2 separate regions of the Mus musculus genome follow, and region 2 is linked to region 1. A link is a contact called in public HiChIP or PLAC-seq data. All regions are on one chromosome and are shown on one strand. Each heading gives the region's core, a stretch centred on a gene start, on an enhancer-like site or on the middle of the called end of the contact. The rest is flanking DNA. Distances are from core to core; before and after follow the strand shown.

Evidence for each region. HiChIP or PLAC-seq counts read pairs in DNA pulled down with a chosen protein or histone mark.
Region 2: a contact with region 1 is called in a FOXA1 HiChIP or PLAC-seq map of pancreatic cancer cells. The contact joins the promoter of Cracr2b here to the promoter of Urah in region 1. A contact is called at or near these places in 4 of 39 promoter capture datasets (embryonic stem cells, liver, neural stem cells and 1 more), 4 of 115 datasets of contacts at active chromatin or transcription factors (embryonic stem cells, microglia and pancreatic cancer cells) and 2 of 9 other capture datasets (adipose tissue and liver).

Annotation. Positions count from the first base shown.
Region 1 is chr7:140,830,763-140,837,844 of GRCm38.p6, forward strand. It overlaps Urah (urate (5-hydroxyiso-) hydrolase), which reads left to right and starts at 4,517. Exons shown (of 3, transcript NM_029821.3): 1 at 4,517-4,989; 2 at 5,985-6,120; 3 at 6,924-7,082. The coding sequence starts at 4,859. The coding sequence ends at 7,013. It overlaps C330022C24Rik (RIKEN cDNA C330022C24 gene), which reads right to left. Exons shown (of 4, transcript NR_045717.1): 4 at 6,459-6,997.
Region 2 is chr7:141,458,682-141,465,763 of GRCm38.p6, forward strand. Cracr2b (calcium release activated channel regulator 2B) reads left to right here and starts at 2,413. Exons shown (of 10, transcript NM_001025103.2): 1 at 2,413-2,508; 2 at 4,703-4,891; 3 at 4,969-5,080; 4 at 5,450-5,612; 5 at 6,015-6,161; 6 at 6,258-6,348; 7 at 6,583-6,675; 8 at 6,838-7,004. The coding sequence starts at 4,730. Pnpla2 (patatin-like phospholipase domain containing 2) reads left to right here. Exons shown (of 9, transcript NM_001163689.1): 6 at 1-78; 7 at 164-296; 8 at 486-608; 9 at 708-2,062. The coding sequence ends at 987. It overlaps Gm10575 (predicted gene 10575), which reads right to left. Exons shown (of 2, transcript NR_152219.1): 2 at 2,800-3,582.

The DNA.
Region 1 (7,082 bases), core at 3,267-5,766:
CCACCTTTCTAGGTGTCCTTCTATGTTGGGATCCCTGCTAGAGGAGCAGCAAAACCACTTCGGAACTCCTGTAATGTGGCCCACCATTCAGCACGAGCATGATGGATGGGCCCTGCTGAGGCAGAGCCTCAAGGACTACATGCCCTGAGGACTTCATTCTGCTATGAAGCTTTGCCCTACTTTCTGCCCTTGGCTCCCTCCTCGTCTATGAGATGTGTGAACATTCTAAGGGGTTTCCAGCCCCTCACTGGGCAGTGTCATTGGCACTCACAATAACAGTGATTGATCTTTTTCAAGCATTATGGCTGGAGCAGATTAATGATTCATCCGATACCCTTAGAAAGAATTTGGATGGAGGAGCTAGAGAAAGCACCCAAGGAGCTAAAGGAATCTGCAACCCTATAGGTGGAACAACATTATGAACTAACCAGTACCCCGGAGCTCTTGACTCTAGCTGCATATGTATCAAAAGATGGCCTAGTCGGCCATCACTGGAAAGAGAGGCCCATTGGACACGCAAACTTTATATGCCCCAGTACAGGGGAACGCCAGGGCCAAAAGGGGGAGTGGGTGGGTAGGGGAGTGGGGGTGGGTGGGTATGGGGGACTTTTGGTATAGCATTGGAAATGTAAATGAGCTAAATACCTAATAAAAAATGGGAAAAAAAAGAAAGAATTTGGAGAAGTAGATTGCCAGTAAAGTTAGGTTAAAGTTAGGTTTTTGCTAGTGGCTTTGACATAGAAAATTCTAGGGAACAATTTGAAGTTCAGAAATGCACTCTTAATAGCTGAGCTAGTGATTTTTTTGAGGTCAGGGAACAAGAACAACGGCAGCCCAACTGGTGCCGCCTGACCTGCCTCTCTTGCTAAAGCTGGGCTGGTGATCAGGGGGATGATTCATTTCTTGCACCGTTTTTGCCCTCAGCTTCCTGATATGATTTAATAAGGAGTGGTCAGTGAATCAGTGCTCACCCCGAGGACTTAAGGGAGAGACGGCTGATTGGTTTTTATATAAAAGTTGAGATTTGTGATTCTTTTAAGATTTTTATAAGATTACTTTTTAAGATGAATAATAAAATAATCGACCCTTTCTTTCTCACTGCAAATTGCAGCCTGCCAGTAAGAGAAACTGAGAAAATTACCTTGCTTGCTTATATTTTGTTAATCTATACCAAATTGCTTAGTTACAAACGTACGTGAGTTCTTGAGAATAATTTGGATTTTTTTTTTATCCATAAGTAAAGCATTTGATCATGTGAGGGTATTGGGGAACCTGTGTGTTTTTTTCTTATGTATGCTCATTGTAATCGTTCACTTAAAGAAAAATAGAATGTAACCACATTGTGATTTTTTTTATTCTGCCTGAAAGATTCTGCTGGGATATATAAACTGTGGGAGAAAAAGTAAAATTGTTGGTGCTTCGCTGCACCCATCAAATGTGTATGTATGTATGTATGTATGTATGTATGTATGTATGTATGTATGTGTAAAATGGTAAGAGCTTTGTTCTGCCCACCAAATGTATGTTGTGTATAGATATAAAGTTGTTGGCATCTGTTGGAGCTTGCTTCATCCACCAAGTGTGTGTGCATGCATGTGTGTGTGATTTTTTTCCCTCACCCTTTTCCCTGGTCCCTGAGGGTTTACTGCTGGCCCCAGGGAGTTTATCCATCAAATTTTCTGATGGCCCCAGAGAGCATTTCAATGGCCCCAGAGAATCAAGCATGGTTCCCTCAGAGAAAAGTCTGCTGAGTGATCAATTGCCAACTTTACACTCTGCCTCAGTTTACCCTGTTATGTCTAAGGTGATTGGTCCTTCTAGGGAATATTCTAAGGATGGCCTCTCAGCTTCTTCTCTAGGCAGCATGGGTCGGGAAGATGGATGAGAGCTCTGGGGAGTCAGTTCTTTTCTGCCACCTTGCAGGATTCTGGGCTCAAACTCCAGTCATCAGGCCTGCCAGCAACAACCTCTGCCTGCTGAGTTATCTCAGAAGCCCACCTTTGTTTTTTATAGATCACATAATACCTTGATAATGTGTTAGAGAGAGAATATATATGTGTGTGTATATATATATATATCCCTAACACAAAGGAGTTAGAGTAAAGTCACAGGTTCAGACAGCCTTGCCCTCCCACCCAACTGCACCAAAAACAAAGAATAGGCAGAGGGTCTTGAAGAATCCGAGAGCTTTGCTTGGAATCCCAACCACACTTACTGGCAGTACCCATGAGAAAACTGAGGCAAGGTCACATGACCCATCAGCAGTCAAGACGGGAATCTTTCCTGCCCTCTTCAGTGTGGCCTTATCAAATGTTAGCAGGGAGGCTAACCTGGGCCGACTAATGCCTTGATTTTTTTCAAAACTTAATTCCACACATTGTATGGCGGGGGGGGGGGGTGCCACTGCTCTTGTAAGGAAGTCAAATGACAACTTTGTGGAGACAGTTCTCAACTTCTACTGTTACAATGCCTGGGTTCCAGGATTTGAACTCTCCTCCTCAGTGCTCCCCCTACCCATTAATTAATTTATTTATTTATTTATTTATTTATTTATTTTACATCCCAATCACAGCTTCTGCTCCCTCCTCTCCTCTCAGTGTCTCCTCCCCTTCTCCTCAGTGAAGGGGAGGCCTCCTGTGGATAGCAACGCCACCTTGGCGTATCAAGTTAGTAGGAGTAGGCACATCTTCTCCTATTGAGACTGGACAAGGTATACCAGTTAGAGGAAAGAGTTCCAAAGGAAGGCGGCAGAGTCAGAGACAGCCCCTACTCCAGCTGTTGAGAGACCAACATGCACAGGAAGCCCCACATGAGCTGCATGTGTGTAGGAGGCCTAGGTCCTTCCCATGCTTGCTCTTTGGGTGGCAGTCCAGTCCCTGTGAGCCCCTATGGCCCGGGTTAGTTGATTCTGTAGGTTTTCTTGTGGTGTCCTTGACTTCTCTGGCTCCTTCAGTCCCTCCTCCCCTTTTTCCACAAGATTCCCCAAGCTGCGCCTAATGTTTGCCTGTGGGTCTCTGCATGTTTGCATCTGCTGCTGGGTGAAGTCTCTCAGAGGACTGTTATGCTAGCTTGGTTCCTGTCTACAAGTACAGCAGAATATCACTAACAGTGTCAGGGATGGGATGGGTCTCACGGTGGGCGATTCATTGGTTGGCCATTCCCTCAATTTCTACTCCATCTTTATCCCTGCACATCTTGTAGGCAGGACAAATTTTGGGTTGAAAGTTTTGTGGGTGGGTTGGTGTCTCCATCCCTCCATTGGAAGTCTTGCCTGGTTATGGGAAGTGGCCATCTCAGGTTTGACATGCCCTGTTGCTAGTAGTCCTAGCTAGGGTCACCCTCATAGATTCCTGGGAGTTTCCCTTGTCCCTATTTGAACGTGTCTGGGAAAGCTGCCTTCTGCCAAATGAGCCCTGGAAACCTACTCAGTTTTGGGACCTGAGAGGTGCTGACTTACAGGAAAAGAGTAGAACCTGGGGGAGCATGCTGTTGGGAGAGGTGGCTCATCCTGGAGCTGCCCACCACCACCACCACCTTCTGCTCTTTCTCCCAGTTCTCTCTCCCTCAGCCCTCCTCACACTTCATCCCTCCTGTTCCCCTCCCCCTCCTCATCCCACCCAGTTCCCTCACCCTATCCACCTCCCATGTCTATTATATTCCCCTTTCTGAGTGAGATTCGTCCATCCTCCCTTGGGCCCTCCTTGTTGCCCAGTTTCTTTAGGTCTGTGGATTATAGTGTGGTTATCCTATACTTTATGGCTAATATCCACTTGTAAGTGAGTACATACCATGTGTGTCTTTCTGGGTCTGGGTTATCTCACTCAGGATGATATTTTCTAGTTCCATCCATTTGCCTACAAATTTCATGATGTCATTGTTTTTAATAGCTGGGTAGTATTCCATTGTATAAATGTACCACATTTTCTTTATCCATTCTTCTGTTGAGGGACTTCTAGGCTGTTTCCAGAAATGTTCTATGGCCTTAGTCACCAAGGAAATGCAAATCAAAATGACTCTGAGCATCCTCAGTGTTTTAACCACTGAATTATTTCCCCCTCCCTGACCCAGCCATTTAATCACTTTCCACCAGTCTTTGCAGTAGGCCCCACTGCCCCACCCCCTCCCCTCAGAACTGCCCCTCCCCTCAGTATCCCTCCTTCCCCAGACTTGCCCTTCCACTCCTCCCCACAGCATGCTCCCAACCTTGTCCATTCTTTTCCTTTAAATCAACACCCCTGAGGCCCAAAAACCAAGCAGGCTGCCAGGGCTCATCTGGCAAAAGGAAAGGTGTCTTTCCCAGAAGTGTTCAGATAGGTGGCTCCAGGAGTTGGGGCGGGGCCTTGGGTGGAGCAGGTCCAGGCTGACTAGAGAGCTTGTTGAGGCTGGCAGGGCGACTGCCTGTGGAAGTTGCACAGACCAGAGCTTCAGGGCAGGGCATGAGTTCCAGGACCGCCCCGCGGCTGATGACGCTCCAGAGACACTTAGGCTGGCCGCAGGTAAGGAGCTGTCTTGTGCCATACTTAAGGAGACAGAGACGGAAGAGTGTGTGGGAGCTTGGGAGCAAGGGTGTTGCTAGGAGTCAGAGGCACGGGAGAGCTGGGTTCTGGGACACTAAAGCCACCGATCAGCTGAAACTGAAGGTCTCATACAAGGGAGAGGGGTGGTGCCCAGGCAGGGGCAAAGGAGGGCACAGGTCAGCTTTGTTTAGCACTTGGCACCCCATCCTGCCGCTCAGCAGTTCAGCCTGCCTCGGGGCAGTGCGGCCCTTTGTTTGCTCTCCTCAGAACTAGATCGAAGACGCACTTGGGCCTCTACGGACTGGCTGATCACTCTCACTCTCTCTGCACAGGCTGGCAACATGGCTACCGAGAGCAGTCCCCTGACTACTCACGTTCTAGACACTGCCTCAGGGCTCCCTGCCCAAGGCCTCTGCCTCCGGCTGTCCCGCCTGGAGGCCCCCTGCCAGCAGTGGATGGAGCTGAGGACAAGGTAGGAGACAGTTTCTGGGCTGGGATCCATAAGTGCCAGCACCCAGCAGTACAGTGGCCTTCCCACCTGGGGAAGGAAGACCTTAGGCCATGGTACTGAGGTGGAGCAGTAAGGCCAGGATAACACTGAGCAGAGCTGAGTCTTTGTGGCCGCTGGGGGCTGGAAGGCAGGACGGATCATTGCCCTGTTGATCCCTGAACTTTGTTTTCCTCATCTGAGATAACAGGAATGGTGACAAAACAGCTTTTTCACCAGATGTGCATACCTGGGACAATGTCATGGAAGGTCTGAGACAGCTTTGTTGGGTCCTTCTTGCCTGTCAGACTCAGCCTAATGGGCCTGCTGGGAGGGGAACCACTTGCCTGTCAGACTCAACCCAAAAACATGCTTCGAGGAGGGGAGCCAACTAGAGTAGCCTGGTCAAAAATAAAGACATCAATCGCTTTGTGCCTGACTGACAGCCGAGCACTTATTTCTCCTCTCTATTCTTAATAGCTGTGAACTTGTAATTAATCTCCTTTATAGAGAGAGGCTGAGATAATAGGACTGAGGTAAAACCCAAGACTCCACTCCAGTCCAGTACTGGGCCTTTCAACCTCAGTGAGCCAGGCTCTGGCATGCCCCTGGTACATGCTTTGTTGGGGGCCTCTTTCAGGTTTAGCCAGCCAACGCTGGTGGGTCTGTGGCCTTGAAAGCAGGTTCTATTTAAGGGAGCCAGGCTCACACATCTCCTTCTGACCAGCCTGTGAGAACAGCGTGTGGCTTGCCCCCTTCTAGCTCAGTCCTTCACCAACCTGGAGAGGTTTTATCTTTTGCTTCTCTGCTTTATGATTTTCTAAATATGCAGCATGGTGATATCCTTAGGAACTGTCCCCCTGCCCCATCTGTGCTCCTTCTGTGAGACTGTGGGAGTCATCTGTAGATGCTGGCATGCGGATCAGAAAAGCTAGGGAGGGAGGTTTCTCAGCTCTTCTCTCCACTTCATCTCTTCACAGCTACACAAACCTGGACGGTCGCTGTCCTGGGCTCCTGACACCAAGCCAGATAAAGCCAGGCACCTATAAGCTGTTCTTCGACACAGAGCGCTACTGGAAAGAGCGGGGTCAAGAGAGCTTTTACCCCTATGTAGAGGTGAGTGTCAGGGTGGGTGAAGCACATGGACCCTGATTCACTTTGACCACAGCCAGATCCTGCAGCCAGGCCTCCTCCAGACCAGGGACAGACTGGCCCCACCTCTCCCAGGGTGGTAGCAAGTGAGTAAACTCAACCTGTTTGGTCCTCTCAGAAGGTGTTCAGGAACCTGAGGCACTATGATACCTCACGATGACACACTGAGCTGCCCCTGGATCAGGTGGGTGGGAGGGAGAGGCTAGGCTGAGGGTGTCTCATCTTCCTTTGTAGACAGATTCTTATCGGAGCCCAGATCCAGGAACACTGGGTGTGTTAGTAACTTCTGCAGCCCTGATGCAGCTTAAGGGAGAATTATTTATTTGGTTTCATTATCTCAGTCCATGATTGCTTGGCTCCACACACTCACTACGGCAGTGGGGACATATAAAAGAGGAGCGCTGTCACCTCATGGGGGACAAGCAGAAGAAATGAACACAAGGGAAGACATGGTCCCCTAGGACTCCTCCAAGTTTCAATACCTACTAATGGTGTATCACATGATGGATCCAGTTAATCCCAAAAGTTTAACCAGTTGATTCAACCAGATCAGAGCCCTCAGTGTCAAATCACATCCCCCAAAGCCTACCAACTAACATCTCTTGTAGGAGACACTATTCAAACGGTATCATCAGATCTTATATAAGCATCTCTCGCTTCTTAGCCGGCATGGCACCTGACCTCCTGCTGTCTGGAAGACCCAGGGGCTATTGCAGGAAGGACTCACCATCTTCAGTGTCTTCAAGAACCTTCTCTGCTTCTCACAGGTGGTTTTCACTATTACAAAGGAGACCCAGAAGTTCCACGTACCTCTGCTGCTGAGCCCATGGTCCTACACCACCTACCGGGGGAGTTAAAGTGATGTGTTACCTGAAGAAAGCCATCTATCTGCCTGTTTCTTTCCCAGACTTAGCCACCCACACAAA
Region 2 (7,082 bases), core at 1,163-3,662, 630 kb after region 1:
GGGCTGGAGAGGAGGATCAATTGCAGCCTTATAGAAAAGATCGAATTCTAGAGCACCTGCCTGCCAGACTCAATGAGGGTGCGCCGCCACGGGGAGGGAAGCTCAGTTAGGAGGCCTAGGAGGCCCCCACTTCCCTGATTGACTGCCACCTTCCTCTCTGCAGCCCTGCTGGAGGCCTGTGTGGAACCAAAGGACCTGATGACCACCCTTTCCAACATGCTACCAGTGCGCCTGGCAACGGCCATGATGGTGCCCTATACTCTGCCGCTGGAGAGTGCAGTGTCCTTCACCATCCGGTGAGGGTGGGGAACGGAGTCTGGGGGAGGACACATCAACCGGTACATCAGGGACAGAGGTCCCGGATCATCCATGAGCAATGGGCTCCTTGGGAGATTTGGGGAGGATAGGTCTTCAGAACCTGGCAAGGGAGCACCAGATCCCAGCCTGGTGTTTCTGAGCTCATGCTCTCGGTGCTCCCTTCTCAGCTTGTTGGAGTGGCTGCCTGATGTCCCTGAAGATATCCGGTGGATGAAAGAGCAGACGGGTAGCATCTGCCAGTATCTGGTGATGAGGGCCAAGAGGAAATTGGGTGACCATCTGCCTTCCAGGTGAGCTGCTCTGACCGCCTGGCCCCCTGGGTCCTGAGTCTTGGAATGGCAGATCTCCACTAAGCCTTCCTTTCCTCCATGTCTCCTCCCCACCTGCAGACTGTCTGAGCAGGTGGAACTGCGACGTGCCCAGTCTCTGCCCTCTGTGCCACTGTCTTGCGCCACCTACAGTGAGGCCCTACCCAACTGGGTACGAAACAACCTCTCACTGGGGGACGCGCTGGCCAAGTGGGAAGAATGCCAGCGTCAGCTACTGCTGGGTCTCTTCTGCACCAATGTGGCCTTCCCGCCGGATGCCTTGCGCATGCGCGCACCTGCCAGCCCCACTGCCGCAGATCCTGCCACCCCACAGGATCCACCTGGCCTCCCGCCTTGCTGAGAATCACCATTCCCACATCGCCCGGCTACCAGCCAAGCTCCAAGTTGTCCTGCCCCACTAAGAGGAGCCCCGGGGTGGAACAAGATCCTGTCTGCCCCGGCTCTCCCCCTTACATGCTGTGGAATGAGGACATAGGACCCTGCACAGCTGCAAGTGGGCTTTCGATGTGAAACCTTTCACCAGCCACTCACTATGCTACTCCTGGTGGGGAGGGATGGGGAGTCGCCCTCCCCCGGAGCCCACAGAGCCCTCCCCCGTCACGTCACCTGTGCCTTACTCCTGCCCACCACCTTTTCAGTGCAGGGTCAGTCTTAAGAACTCCACATCTGCTGCTGCTCCCTGGTGTCCAAGTTTCCTTGCAGAGTGTGTGAAGAATTATTTATTTTTGCCAAAGCAGATCTAATAAAAGCCACAGCTCAGCTTCTGCCTTCCTCACTTCTGCATGTTACCCTTGCCTCCGACTGTGGTCAGCAGACAGAGCTTTCTCCCAGTGAACTGGTGTCTCAGTAGCTAACAGTTGGGCTTCACGGGGTTCTCTGAGTCCTGGCAGCTGGGGACCGTCTCCTAAGGTCAGTCCTCTGGCAAGGACACATGTAAGCTGCTCTGTTCTCTCTGAGGCTTGCTGCCTGTCTCTTGGGCCAGCAGATATGTTTGGGAGTTTGAGCCCCTTAGTATCGATAAAAAAACTAAAGTGGTGGGTTAGAGTTGCTCAGCCGTTGAACAGCTGTCTAATATGCACCAGGTCCGGATTCCATCTCAAGCACTAGGGGGAAAATGTTTACAAAAGGTGTCACCCACACATCCGCTCCTCATGTGACACAGCGAGTGAGGGCGTGGATCCCTGTGAAGGGCGAAGCTTCTGGAACTGCGGTCTGGGGACCCGGGAAGATTGGTTCCTGACCCATACTGGGGCATCTTGCCCAGAACTTTGTGCTTGGCTCCTCTTTCTTGGTTGTCACATGCTCCACTGCCAGGTGCATATGCCCTTTCCTGTACTGTAACCATACCTGCTTCCCGCCAGAACCTTGGGAGAGATCAGAAGTACTGAGGCAAAGTAGAGTTCACCATGGTTTCCTGAAGTATCCTGTGCTGTGTTTGTGTGTGTTGTAATAGTCTTGGAGGAAGGGGAACTCTGAGTGGGGGTGAGCTTAACTGTCCAGTTGGAGGACTTAGCTTAGTCCTCCGAGCTCAGCACCCACTTGCTCCTCCCAAAGGGGTGGGCTTAGCTGTCTATTTGTAGAACTTAGCTTAGTCCTCCGAGCTCAGCACCCACTTGCCCCTCCCAAAAGGAGCACAGTGGCTGCGGTTGCAGCCCCTAGCCAACAATAACGGTTGTTCTGGTTATGGGACCTGGGACAGCAGGACTGGGCGAGCCGGCCAGGCAGGTCCCTGGCCTAGGTGCCAGGGGCCGCCCCTTGTCTCCAGGTCCTGTCCCATACAGCAAGCCTGTTGTGGTTCTGCTTGAGACGCACAGGGCCCCCAGCGCCTCTGCAGCCTGTGATAGCCAGGCCAGCTTTTCAGGTCAGTTTGGGGGCTTGGTTGGGGGCATACTCTTGGAAATAGATGGGTTTCCTCTTAAGTAGGACTTTGGCAGCATCTTCAGAAGTTCCTCTAGGCCCAGAGAAGCCCCCGATTAGGACTGTGCCCCATGAGGAGTGCTGAGGGCAGACTGAGGTGGTCTCGCCCGGTCCCATACTCACTTCCCCCACACAGGAGAGCTGCTAACTTATATGTCATTCTCTAGTATTAAAACTTAGAAGACTCTAAATTGGGAAAGTAAAGAAAAGAAAGTCTAGTGTCCACAGCCCTGGATACAGCCACTGAAAGTATTTGGTTTATTTCCTGCTCCGCATTTTCCTACACAACACTTCTTGGCACCCTAAGTCTGGATACTCCGGGCGGGGTGGGGGTTGGCATCTGCACCTCCCCAGCCTTGATTTTGTTCTAAAAGGGTCTTGGGGGGAGCTGGGGAGATGGTGGGAGTGAGGGATACAACTTTGCTGCCCCCTGTGGCTCTCCGGGGAGAGCTAGCCACTCTGGGTCGGGTCACCAGGATAAGAGAGGCGGGACAAAACTACAGCAGCGCTCTGGTGGAGGATCCACCCGGACGTGCTATCCCGGGGTCTCCGGGCCTGTAAGGCCGCAAGGTCGCTCTGGGTACGCGCCCCTCGCGGGCTATCGGGGTCCAGGCAGGGGCGGGGCGCGCCGCGCGCGTTTCCGGGAGGAGCGGCCCGCCTGCGGCAGGTGCGGCGGCGCGGCTCGCAGGTAGGCATTTATTTGCTCGCAGGTCCCGCGACTGGGGTCCCAGCGCCGCGCCCTCTGGGCTTCCCCACCCCCAACCCCGGGCCCCTAGCTCCAGTGGTCGCACCTTCCGAGCGCTGTGTAGAGCAGCCATCGCACGCATCTCTGTCTGGAACGGCTGTGTTCCTCGGGTGAAGGCAGCTAGCCCAGACGTGCGTGGATGAGATTTGCCTGTGGGCCCACCCGCTGCCTTTCGTCTGGACTCCCTGGAGCCTGGCGGCAGCGCGGCTTCCGGCCAGGATGGACCTCCGGTCCCGAGGAACACTGGAGCGGTTGGTGGGGTGGTGACCGTGCCTGGTTGAAGTGAGGGTAGCCATCAGGGGTGCCAATGATTACTCCAGGTTGCCCTACCATGCTCTTCCTCACGTTTGCTTGTTGTTCCTCCTCCCACCCCCCGAATATGGGTAGGGGGAAGATGACCTCAAAGACTGAAAAGTGAGATAGGAATCGGTCAGTGTCACCGAGTTGTAGCTTTGGGAAATGTGGGGTTAATACACTGTGGGACTGACAGGTGGCTCTAATTAGAGGTGGGATGTCCATTCCAGGAGGTGAGAGGGGAGGCCCCAGGGGAGGAGAAAGCTGCAGAGACTGTGTTAAACCAAGATGTGGGGGTGTTTCTTAAAAGCTGTCCAGTGCCCAAGCCTGGGACCTTGCACCTGCACCCTTAAGGCCTGCCTGAGTGGCAGGTGGGAGGGACTGATGGAGTTTACTCGCAGCTTGCTTGCCAGCTGTCAGAAGTCCAGGGTATCACAGGCTCAGGCCTGAGGCTAAGGACTTGGTCTTGGTCAGAAGTGGTTTAGCTCTCAACCTTAGGCAGTCCTAGCTTGGGATCTCCCAAGTCCAGGATGTGGCAGACTCTACTCTCTGTTCACTACAGAATCTCTGCTGGCTGCCAAGAGCTTTTACTGTTGGAGTAAGGTCACACTTTTTTTTTTTTTTTTTTTTTGGAGACAGGGTCTCACTATATGGCCCTGACTGTCCTGGAACCCACTTTGTAGACCTGACTGGCCTTAAAACTCACAGAGACCCACCTGCCTCTGTCTCCTGAGTGTTGGGACTAAAGGCATGCACCACTAACGCCTGGTCACACTTTCTTTTTTTGTTTTGAGGTAGAATCTCTCTATGTAGCTCCGGATGTCTTGGAACTTGCTATGTAGACCGGCCTGGCCCCAAACTCACAGACAGAGATCTGCCTACCTCTGCCTCCCGAGTGCTGGGATTAAATATTAAATATTAAATATGTGTGCCACCATACCCAGCTCACTTCCCTTTCTTGCACTGGCTTCTTCCTGGGATTCAGCCTTTCCCAGAATCTCTACTTCCTGAGAAGCAGCTCTGGTACTGGGTCTGCTTCATGCCATCGCAGTGACCCTGGAGCGTCCCTGTCTCAGCTGAGCTTTCCTTTGCTTCACAGCACCTCCAAGAGCCAAGGCTCGCTCCTATGGCCAGCCCTGGGCTGCCTGGATCTGGGGAGGGCCAGGAGGGAGAGGAGACAACAGGGGTCTCGGCAAGGCATGGAGTAGAGGTGCTGCAGCAGGCCCAGGAACTCTTCCTACTATGCGACAAGGATGCCAAGGGCTTCATCACTCGTCAGGATCTGCAGGTGAGCCCCAGATCCAAGAGGTTGCTAGACCCAAGGCCGACCTTTGCTGCTCACCGTGGTCCTTCTTGCCTGGTCAGGGTCTGCAGAGTGATCTTCCACTTACGCCTGAACAGCTGGAGGCTGTATTTGAAAGTCTGGACCAGGCCCACACTGGCTTCCTCACAGCCCGGGAGTTCTGTCTAGGCCTGGGTGAGCAGGTCCCAGTCACCTGGAGACCCTCTTCAGGGTGCCCTGAGACCTTATGAAAGCCTGTGCCTTTCATTCACAACTTCCTAGCCATTCTGGTATCTACAAACAGGCGCATTCTGAGCTGTACCTCCCACAGCTACTCTACAGTGGATGGGCTGCCCTCCCCCAATCCCTTCTCTGCCAACCAAGGTGGGGCGGGGGAGCTGGCTGTCATTTCCCATTCCCAGGCCAATAGAACCAGAACAAGGAAGAAAAACAGGAAACTGGGCCCTGAGAGTGGGCAGGATATGTTGTATGTGGCTGGAGGGAGTTGGGTAGGTCCAGGGTGCTAACCCACAACCCTGATATTCTCTCCTCCCATGTCTGCAGGGAAGTTTGTGGGGGTGGAGTCGGCCCCAGGTGGGTCCCCCTTGAGGACTTCTGAGGAAACCTTTGAGTCGGGCACAGGGGGCTCTCTGGAGGAGGAGGAGGAGGATGTTGAGACATTCTACACTTCCTTGGAGAAGCTAGGAGTGGCCCGGGTCCTGGGCGAGTGAGTTGAACCCCACTCTCTTTTTGAGAATGTTTCCTCTTCTTTTCACAGTCTGTCCACCTTGCCCACCTGTCTGTTGTTACAGAACCCCTAGGTCCTGTCAGTCCATCCCTTGTCTGTTGTGGTTGTCTGGGAGAGTGGCCTGGCGTGATTTTCCTCGGAATTTGCATTTCAGGAAGCCTTAGCTCTGCGGGGCGGGGTGCCACCAGACACCTTAGGCACGCACTGGCCCAGCACTTGGTATACAGGGCACCTTACACTTGCAGAGGCCAAGGAAGCATAAGAGCACCAAGCGAGGGGTGTAGTTCTGGGCTGCTGGGTTCTCCATGGGTTTGTTTCACTGTCCGCAATGGGGAGATAAACCCTCACCCACCAGCTCCCGTCTCTGATCGCATCCTCCAGGCAATGGGCTGTGAGAACCCTCTGGGTCGGGCTGCAGCGCGAGCGACCTGAGCTGTTGGGCTCTCTAGAGGAAGTTCTGATGCGCGCATCGGCCTGCCTGGAGGCGGCGGCCCGGGAACGCGAAGGTCTTGAGCAAGCGCTGCGACGGTGAGGGCTGGCCTAGCCTGGGGTCTGGGGACTCACGGAGGGGGCAGAGACTTGGCTCGGAAATGATCATGTCTATGATATCCCGGTTCCTCGAAGGCGGGAGAGTGAACACGAGAGGGAGGTGCGCGGACTGTATGAAGAACTGGAGCAGCAGCTCGGGGAGCAGCGACACCGCAGGCAGAGCCAGGTGGGCCCGCGCACGCCTCGCCCAGCCTTGCTGCTCGCCTCTCTGGCTCCGCCTTCCCCGAATTGGTTCCTCCCCAGAGGACTCACCTCTGGGAGTCCAAGCTGCCCCAAGTCCAGGGAACTCTGCTCTGCCTCAGCAAGTGCCCCTTCCCGCACTCTCCACCCCTTCGCTACCCACCCTTGCCTGCCTCCTTTGAGCCCGGAACGAAGGCTCTAGCGCGGCTGTACATCCCAGAACCTACCCCGGGAGGAACAGAGGGGCCACCTGGAGCTGGAGCTGCAGACCCGTGAGCAGGAGTTGGAGCGCGCAGGCCTGAGGCAGCGGGAGGTAAGCCGTATTGAGTTCAAGTTGGTGTCCTCGCATGGGGGGGGGGGGGGGCGGGCGGGTTTATCTGTGCCTTGGGGTCCTCAACCAGGAGCCACAGGGGTGAGGGGTCAGCTTGGGACCAGAGGGGTGTGGCATGCCAACCAGCATTCCACCATTCCCCAGCTGGAACAGCAGCTGCAGGCCCGGGCTGCAGAACAGCTAGAGGCACAGGCCCAGCACATCCAGCTGCAGAGGGCCTATGAGGCCATACGGGCACAGCTGGACCAGGCCCAAGAGCAGCTCAGTCGACTGGAGGGCGAAGCACAGGGTCGGCAGGAGCAAACCCAAAGGTGTGGTGAAGTGCCTGTGGTGAGGGTAGAAGGGTCTGTCCCCCCAACCCACATCTGGATCACAGCCTTCCTGTCCAC